Regions from separate parts of the Ovis aries genome. Here region 2 is linked to region 1. The links are chromatin contacts, called in public Hi-C maps. All regions are on one chromosome and are shown on one strand. Each heading gives the region's core, a stretch centred on a gene start, on an enhancer-like site or on the middle of the called end of the contact. The rest is flanking DNA. Distances are from core to core; before and after follow the strand shown. Region 1 overlaps LOC121819119 (a long non-coding RNA gene). Region 2 holds the start of SLC38A2 (solute carrier family 38 member 2).

Region 1 (4,248 bases), core at 1,053-3,552:
AGACACATGCTAAATTATTTGTATTTATTGTTTCATTTAATCCTCAACCACTTTCCTCAGTTGACAGATGAGGAAATAGAAGCACCGAGAAGTGAAACAACTTGCTCAAGGTCACAGAGCTTGTAGGTGGCAGATTCAAATCCCCAAGAGCGGCCACATTTTAAAGAGGTCATTTGGTGTGATTACACATAAATAATAATTCTATGGTCTTTTTTTTCATGCTTATTGAAATATTATCAATTTATGTGATTTTTCTGCTTTAATTTTCACAAAAACACTTTAAGGTGTGTAATACTGTTCTTCTGGATCCAACATTTAAAAAGCTCTGTATCTTTTAAAATGTTACTAAAGCTGAGCGCCTTTGCCTATGTTTCATCCTCTCTAAAATGAGAAGGTGAATGGTTATCATTAAGATTAGTTTATTCATGGAAAACACTTGTAATTAGCACCAAGTGGTGCCCATGGCAGGCTTCTGCCTGTATAAACTATTTTCATTATTGCCCATGGCCTGCCTTCCCCAGTATGGCTAAGAACTTGAGCTGTAGAAATCCACTTACTACCATTAAGGCAGATGCATATGTCTCGCCAGCATTCAGGATATGCTTTAAAACAAATTGGAATAAATGATCAAAAGTTCAAACAAGAAAGTGAATGGCTGATAACAAAATTACCAAGTTCAAAATGATCTGCAGGACCTGGAAATAAATGCCTCCAAAGAGGAGTAAAATGGAAACCACATTTTTTTTTTTAACTTTCCAAGAAATACATTTCACTTAATCCACTGTGAACCACATTTCTGTTAAAATGAAATGATTATTTTCCAAAAATAAGTAGTATGAAGTCACATAAAAAGCTAATAAAGTCCACGTCCAACTATAAGAGAGCCTTATTGAGATCTCACTTAAAATTGAGGAAGGAAATCTGTGGTCAGGTTTTTATTTCATCTTTAATTTCCCACGGTTTTCAAAGAGCCATATTACAACTCTCTCTCAAACATGTGCAAGGAAGTATTGTGATTGTGAAAATAGATACTCCGAATACCTAAGCTAAATATTTACATTCTGCCTTTTTTAGTTGAACAATTGACTTTGTTCTTTAGCATTTAGGTCAAAATATTTAAATGCTGTAAAACATCAATAACAAGAGGATATGGCTTTTCACCAGATAGTCTAAACTTACTGGTTTTAGCAAAAGCTTCACAAGAAGGAATTGGGCACTTGAAAAAATGTTAACTTGCATACACCCTGGAAATAAGGAGAAAAGGGTGGGGGAGGTGTCAGTCATTTATTCTTTTTGGCACAACACCACATTTCTTCCACTTCCTTATGTTTCTGTAGTTAAGACTTGCTGAGCATTTACACCTACTTACATCATTGCAACAATAGCTTCAATTTTCTGACTTTACATAGGATTTACTTCAAAGTAGTTCTTGGATTGACATGCCTTCGTTTATTTATTTTCAGAGCATGTCTGTCCATAATAGGTATGGGACTAGCATCTTATCTTTATCCTACAAAATTAAAACTGGAGGTACTAGGGGATGAAGGGACCTGCCTCCCAAAGACCAACTATTATTAGGAAACTTGCCTTATAACTCACATCTTCTTTAATATGGTAGGGTGTTTTCCCACTGGATTATTTTTCCTTCACATAAGGGAGCAGCCAGGTTGACAACTGGGCAGGACAGACTACCTGGGCAAATTCCAAGAACATTTTTGGAGGATGGGTTAATGTGACCCAGCAGTGGCTCTGAGGCTGGAAAGAAAAAGGGAGGCTCAGAGAAGTGTGTATGTCTTGTGATATTCAGTGAGCTACATGTAACTACTGTTAACAAGACAGTCAAATCAAGCTGTGTAAGAAAAGGTGAGAAACAGAAGTGTTTTCTAACAAAGTTCTTTCCTTGTTAGTTTCATCCGAGGCTTCCGCTCAGGCCCTGTGTTTTGTGTGCGCCTCGTGCCTGCCCAGCCCGAGTTCTCCTCTGTGTTATTGGAACTGCTGTTGCAGGAGCTGGAAGGCCAGCTTCCGCAGCCGCCAGCTCGGGGCAAGAGGCTTTATGCTAGGAGACTACAGAGGGGAATGTCCGACTGCACCAAGCCGGTGATATTGATGACGCTGGAATGGCACATTCTTCAAGAAGGAAGCCATTCAGACACCCTTTGCTGCAAAAGCCACAAGGAAACATTTGGATTCCCGCAGTCACTTCTCTCAAACCTGACTTGAGCTGCCAGGACTGAGTCACTTTCTTTCCACTGTGGCTCACATTACAGGTGGCAGGTTCCACCTGTTTCAATATTTGAATGATGACAAAAGTGACCCTTGAGAGCTGAGTGACGTGGGCAGCTGAGCAGGCTTCCACACCAATTGTAAGAGAAACCAAATAACCTGCCCTCTATAAAAGGGATTACAAAGACAAATAAGGCCAAAAGAGGGTGTTCCGAGAGGCTCTTTTGTCTAAAGCTCTTTCTGGGGGTTAACGAGTGTTGGAGGGATCAGTTTAAACAGTAACAAGAGAGGGCATAAGCTTAAGTTACAGCAGAGAGAATGAAGGTCAGATATATTAAGGACCTTCTGAACACGAGAAAGCTAACACAGGAGAAAGAATAGACCATGCAGATCTCTGAAGTAAGATCTGTCACAAGTCTTTCTCAAACTAGGATTTTCGGCAAGGAAATAGGTTTCTGCCCAGTGAGGCACCTTGAGAAGAGAAGATTCAAAATCCTTCTTTGTGATTTTGAAACACTCTTCCCCTCAATCCCTCCATCCTCGCCCTCCAGTGCAAACCTCACCATTATCTGTTTTGTGTGTTAATTGCTATAGTACTGACTATAATACCAGGAACAGATTTCTCACAGCTCTGCTTTTCACCGCATTCACCTTCTCCAAAGCACTACCCCTTTCCAACCATCTCTCATGAGAGGATGAGTGATTAATTAATAATGATTTAAGCAATGGGGAGAATTTTACCAGTTCTCCTCCATCTTAATCTTGCCAATCCAAGAAGTCACAGAAAGAGGGGACAAGGTTAGGGAGTGGCAGAGTAAACAAGCACTTTAAAGAGAAGCTCAGAAGATAGGGGGTTTTGTTTTGCTTTTGCTACTCAATGTTTTGTGCAGCTTTGTGTTCGTAACTCCACTGCTCTCTGCCTGCTTCCCTCATAAAGCCTACCCATGTCTTCTCCTGATGCTATCTAAATAACAAAGAATCCAGCAATCAATATAGAGTCTTTCTTCCTCCTGTATCTGGTCACTCACACTAAAGGTTTCTGGAAGATATAAATTTCCATCATCAGAATCTCAGAAAATGACCGTGAGTTGGACAAAGCTGGCCCTTTCAGTTCAGTTCAGTTCAGTTCAGTCGCTCAGTCGTGTCCGACTCTTTGCGACCCCATGAATCGCAGCATGTCAGGCCTCCCTGTCCATCACCAACTCCCGGAGTTCACCCAAATTCATGTCTATCAAGTCGGTGATGCCATCCAGCCATCTCATCCTCTGTGGTCTTCTTCTCCTCCTGCCCCCAATCCCTCCCAGCATCAGAGTCTTTTCCAATGAGTCAACTCTTCACATGAGGTGGCCAGAGTACTGGAGTTTCAGCTTTAGCATCATTCCTTCCAATGAACACCCAGGACTGATCTCCTTCAGAATGGACTGGTTGGATCTCCTTGCAGTCCAAGGGACTCTCAAGAGTCTTCTCCAACACCACAGTTCAAAAGCATCAATTCTTCTTCGCTCAGCTTTCTTCATAGTCCAACTCTCACATCCATACATGACCACTGGAAAAACCATAGCTTTGATTAGATGGACCTTTGTTGGCAAAGTAATGTCTCTGCCTTTGAGTATGCCATCTAGGTTGATCATAACTTTCCTTCCAAGCAGTAAGTGTCTTTTAATTTCATGGCTGCAATCACCATCTACAGTGATTTTGGAGCCCCCAGAAATAAAGTCTGACACTGTTTACCAGTGCTTATATGATGTGAATAATATTTATCTCTCTCTGAAGTCTATAGTCTCTCACTAAAAGAATTTATAGAACAAGAATAATCTTGTGATTAAAGATTATTTTAATTTAGGAATTGTTAGTGAATTCAATTATAATAAAGACATGGGGATAATTGTATTTCATGTCTGAAAAATCAATATACATTTGATGCCTTTCTTTAACTGCTACTAGCACTGATATTTTCAGGATTAAAACATCTGTAGTTAAACCATCACAATTCAGCATTTCCCACTGAGGAAAAGGCTATGGCTG
Region 2 (4,248 bases), core at 714-3,213, 77 kb after region 1:
CAGTCATGTTCTACTCCGCAGTCCCATGGACTGTAGCTTACCAGGCTCCTCTGTCCATCAAATTCTCCAGGCAAGAATACTGGAGAGGATGGCCATTTCCCTCTCCAGGGGATCTTCCGACCCAGGGATTGAACCCCGGGTCTCCTGCATTGGAGCCCTTTTGAGCCCCCTCTTTACCTTTTGAGCCATCTCTTTACTGTTTGAGCCACCAAAGGAAGCCCATGCACTATAGTACATACCACCAAAAAATTCAACTAACAAGAGAACTAGTCTGAGAGTAGGACTTGCCAACCACAGTCACTTCAGACTATGCAGGGGACTAAACTGGATGAAGAAGTGACTGAAGACCTTTTGATTTTCATCAGTTGAAACTTGACAGTAAGGAACTTTCAAGGAGTCCTCCCTAACCCACTATTAAGATTGGTGTCCAGTCTAGAAGAGTTGATCAGTGTTATCGGGGAATTTGTGTGAAAGTCACAATTGTGTATCAAATGCCAAACTTGCCCTGGCGTGCTCACAGTCTCCCTGGTAGGACAAGACCACAAACGTGAACAATTTTGGGTACAAGACAGCATAGGTTCTAAAACGTTTTCACCACACGGTTTAGAAAACAGCCCTTGCAATAAGAGGACTAAGGAAGGAAGCCTTCCTGAGGCTCAGTGACTAAGCCCTGAGTGATGGCGATGGGAAGTTGGGTACTAAAGCAAGAGTATTGTTTAGGTGAGACTGGTCTGACCAGTTGAAGGGGTTGGGAAGAAAGGAGTGTAAAGTGGAATCGGGTCCTCCCATGTCAATCACACTGGTGCAGGCCAAGGGCACCCGCAGCCTCACGTGTCATGGAAACAGACAGTTGTGTACAGATTTCCTCAGGAAAACATTGAAAGCAAAAATTGTGATCACACCCAACCCTGCTCTGTCTCTCCCACGTCTCCAAAAGGAAGAGAGCAGTAGGTCAGGTCGTTTGTTTATTCATTCATTCAACCAACAATTCTCTCTCCTAAGAGGCCTTTGTTTCCAGCCTTTCCGGCAGCACCGAGTATTCCACAGCGAAGGGTCCCCCTAGTTGCCTGGCTCAGCAAGAACACCTCCACACTGGAAGGGGAGCACCGGCATTCCAACGGAGGCAGTGCCTCTGTAAATAGGAGAGAAAGGCGAGGAGGGCGAGGAGAGCTCTTCATTCGGGGTGGTGGAATGAGCGAAACGTGACCAGGAAGGAAAAATGGGATCCTACATCCCCTCGGAGGAGCCGAGTCCCCCACTGGGGACCCTTGCAAAGAGTCTGGCTTGCTGGGCAGGATGTCGCTTTACACTTCATAGGGTGTTCCGTGTCCGTACTAAAAGGATATCCCGATATGGAGCTGCCAACCGACCTAATCAGGCTAGTTCTGAAGATTGAAAGCAGGTCTAGGAACGAGAAGAAAGAACGAGAACAAAAACCTAACCATGGAGACTACGTTGCTCCGTTGGCCCAAGAGTGCGGGAGACAATCCCCCTGTAAATCATAAAAATAGCATGCAGAAAAGCATTGGATGGGCGGGATGTGTCCCCAAAGAGCCTAGAGGAGAAAGGAAAGCCTGCTGGTAACTCGGACACCAGCATATTTGGAGAAAGAGCATATTTGGCACCAGTCTGAGCTGAAAGGGACAGATAGGGGAAAGCACGGGCGAGAGGAGGGGCTCTTTCAGGCTGACCAGAGTCGGCAGAGTGGAGTTAGCCTGGAAGGAGCGGGGGAGGAAGCAGGCGGGGCTGGGCTGCCTAATTCAGCCACCGGGGAGGGGCGCGGGGGGGCAAGGAGGCAGAGGGGCAGGGGGCGGGGCGGGGGCGGGGCGGGGCCTCGCGGGCCCAGGCTGGCCGGGGGCGGAGCCCAGGTGGTGTTGATATACAAAAAAGCAAGCTCCGGAGGCTGGGGCCCCGCCCATTGACGCGTCCTCCCGCTAAAACCCACCGCTCGCCCCGCTGCTCCAGAGCCGCGCGTCGCTGCCGTCCCGGAGCGCTTTTCTCGCACCGCCGCCAGCAGCCCGACCACGCGCTCCGCACACTCGCGCCTTTCCCTTCAGACGGCGGACGCCGGACGATTGGGGCGGCAACTTGCCATTTCCTTGTTTAATTAAAATTATTTTCCTGCTTCTTGTTGGGGTTTTCGTTTTGTTCTGTTTTTATGATTTTTGTTGACTGAGAAAAACTCACCGAAGTCTTTTGCGTGTTGTTTCCGGGATACAGGAGCCCAGACCACCAAGGTAACACGCGCGGGGGCGTCTGTGCAAAAGCCGCGGGGACCGGGCGGGAGTGGGGGAGGGGCCTCCGGGAGGGGCCGCGGCGGGAAGGCAGCTGAGGATGTCGTTTCTTCCCGGGGAGGGCGTTTTCGGTTTGCTGGCCAGACTTCTATCCCGGCCTGCAGCGGGGGTCACTGTCTTCTTATGGGCGGGGGAGGGGCGCGGCGCGGGGGCCGTGTGCCCGCCAAGATCGGAGCCGCATCTTCCCGTTAGGGGGAGGGGAAGCCAGCCAGGCTCGCGGTTCCACTGCGACAAGTCTGGTGACTGATTTGAGTTAATAAAAATAATTAAATCCATGGGTCTTGGAATTTGGGGGAGGGCGGATGTGGGTTCGAGCTTTTAATGTAGCAGAGGCCACGATTGGGGAAGACATACCGGGAACGTTTGACAATCGGCGATCGATATTGCATCAGTTTCCTTTCCGGGCATAGGAGGGGCCGGCCGGGCGAAGAGCTTGCGAGTCAAATGCCAGTGGACGGGTGTGCTCGAGGGCACGGGCGTGCGCGTGTAAACAAACCCTCGGCGCTCTGCGCCCCCTCTGCTCCTCTTCTCGGGAGAAAACTAGTGTCCGCCCTAACGCCCCCTTCGAGTCTGTCTGCCGCAGAGGCATTTTCCCATCTGGGGGCTCCCGGCGTGAAAGGATTACGCGGCATTGCTATTGTAAATGCTGGAAAAGGGGAGCTGTGTGCCTGGGGTACATGCAGCGCACACCTAGCCAAATACCTGGGTGGGATGTGTGCCCTGCGTGCCTGTGCACGACCAAGGAGGCTGCGGGAAAAGCGATACAGAGCTCCCCCCACGCCCCTTTCGTAAAACTTGGGCTAACAGAGAGGGCAAAACGTTAAATTGCGCGGGAGAGGGTCCTTAGGGTCCCGGGGGGGCGCGAGTCTCAGCGGGCGCAGCGTTGCGGTGGGACCATCTTTGTTCTCGGCGGCTCCGCGGTCTGTACTTTTCCGCCCCTCGGCGCGCGCCCCCGCCCCTCGCGCTCGGCTGGTACTTTTCCACTCGCCTGGCGGGGGATGAATCAGCCGCGCTGCGCCTCCCGGCGGTGTCACGTGACCAGGGCGGGCTCTGCAGTCCTGACGCGCCGCCTCTACCTTCACAGGCAGCCGCGCGGGCTCGTGCGTCTCCAAGGACAAAAGGAACCCAGCACTACTCTCAGCGTCCGATTCCTCCCGCTGCCCAACATGAAGAAAGCTGAAATGGGAAGGTTCAATATTTCCCCAGATGAGGACAGCAGCAGCTATAGTTCCAACAGCGACTTCAACTACTCCTACCCCACTAAACAAGCTGCTCTGAAAAGGTGGGAGATGTGTGCGTTTTTAAAAACGGCTTGTGTGCATCGGAAGTTCTTTACGTAGAATTCTGTTGCTTAAAATTATTGTAGCATTTGGAGAGAGCGCGTAATCTCTGGAACATTATCTGGTTGTATGGGAACACGCCTTCAGGTCGTGTGAAAGTCGACTACTACTTAATATGCATTGAAATTAAAATGTGTGACAGCTAAACGCGGGGGCGTTTTGTGTTGAAGCATTCCTTTTGTGTATCTCAACCAATTTAGGATTTTTTTTTGTTTTTCTGTTTTGTAGCCATTATGCCGATGTAGATCCTGAAAACCAGAACTTTTTACTTGAATCGAATTTGGGGAAGAAGAAGTATGAAACTGACTTTGTAAGTTAAAAATAATCATTTGTGTTTCTGTGACTTTATGGAGTAAAAGAATAGTTTTATTTTTAGATTTCAAGTCTAACTTGCCCAAAGCTGGTTTTCTCCATTTAATTATTGTTATATGTTTGGTTATCCTTTTCCCTCTATGTAGCATCCAGGTACTACTTCCTTTGGAATGTCAGTATTTAATCTGAGCAATGCGATTGTGGGCAGTGGAATCCTTGGGCTTTCTTATGCCATGGCTAATACTGGAATTGCTCTTTTTATGTAAGTATGTGTAAGTAGTGAGTCTGCCACGCAGGGCAGT

What was found. A called contact is a pair of places that touch in the nucleus more often than the background predicts.
Region 2: a Hi-C map of muscle shows a contact between it and region 1, with 2.7 times the contacts expected there. The contact joins the promoter of SLC38A2 here to the enhancer-like site in region 1. A contact is called at or near these places in 6 of 16 Hi-C or Micro-C datasets (blood, hypothalamus, liver and 2 more).

Annotation. Positions count from the first base shown.
Region 1 is chr3:140,056,754-140,061,001 of ARS-UI_Ramb_v3.0, forward strand. The region is part of intron 1 of LOC121819119 (a long non-coding RNA gene); the gene reads right to left. Among named protein-coding and RNA genes, the nearest start is that of SLC38A2, 77 kb to the right of the region's middle. Within about 2 kb of position 2,303, at least 16 of the 54 cell types and tissues checked have an H3K27ac peak or open chromatin away from gene starts, as enhancers often do. A contact at or near this core is called in liver and muscle, where this site is marked.
Region 2 is chr3:140,134,313-140,138,560 of ARS-UI_Ramb_v3.0, forward strand. SLC38A2 (solute carrier family 38 member 2) reads left to right here and starts at 1,964. Exons shown (of 16, transcript XM_004006421.5): 1 at 1,964-2,237; 2 at 3,379-3,576; 3 at 3,863-3,944; 4 at 4,093-4,208. The coding sequence starts at 3,461.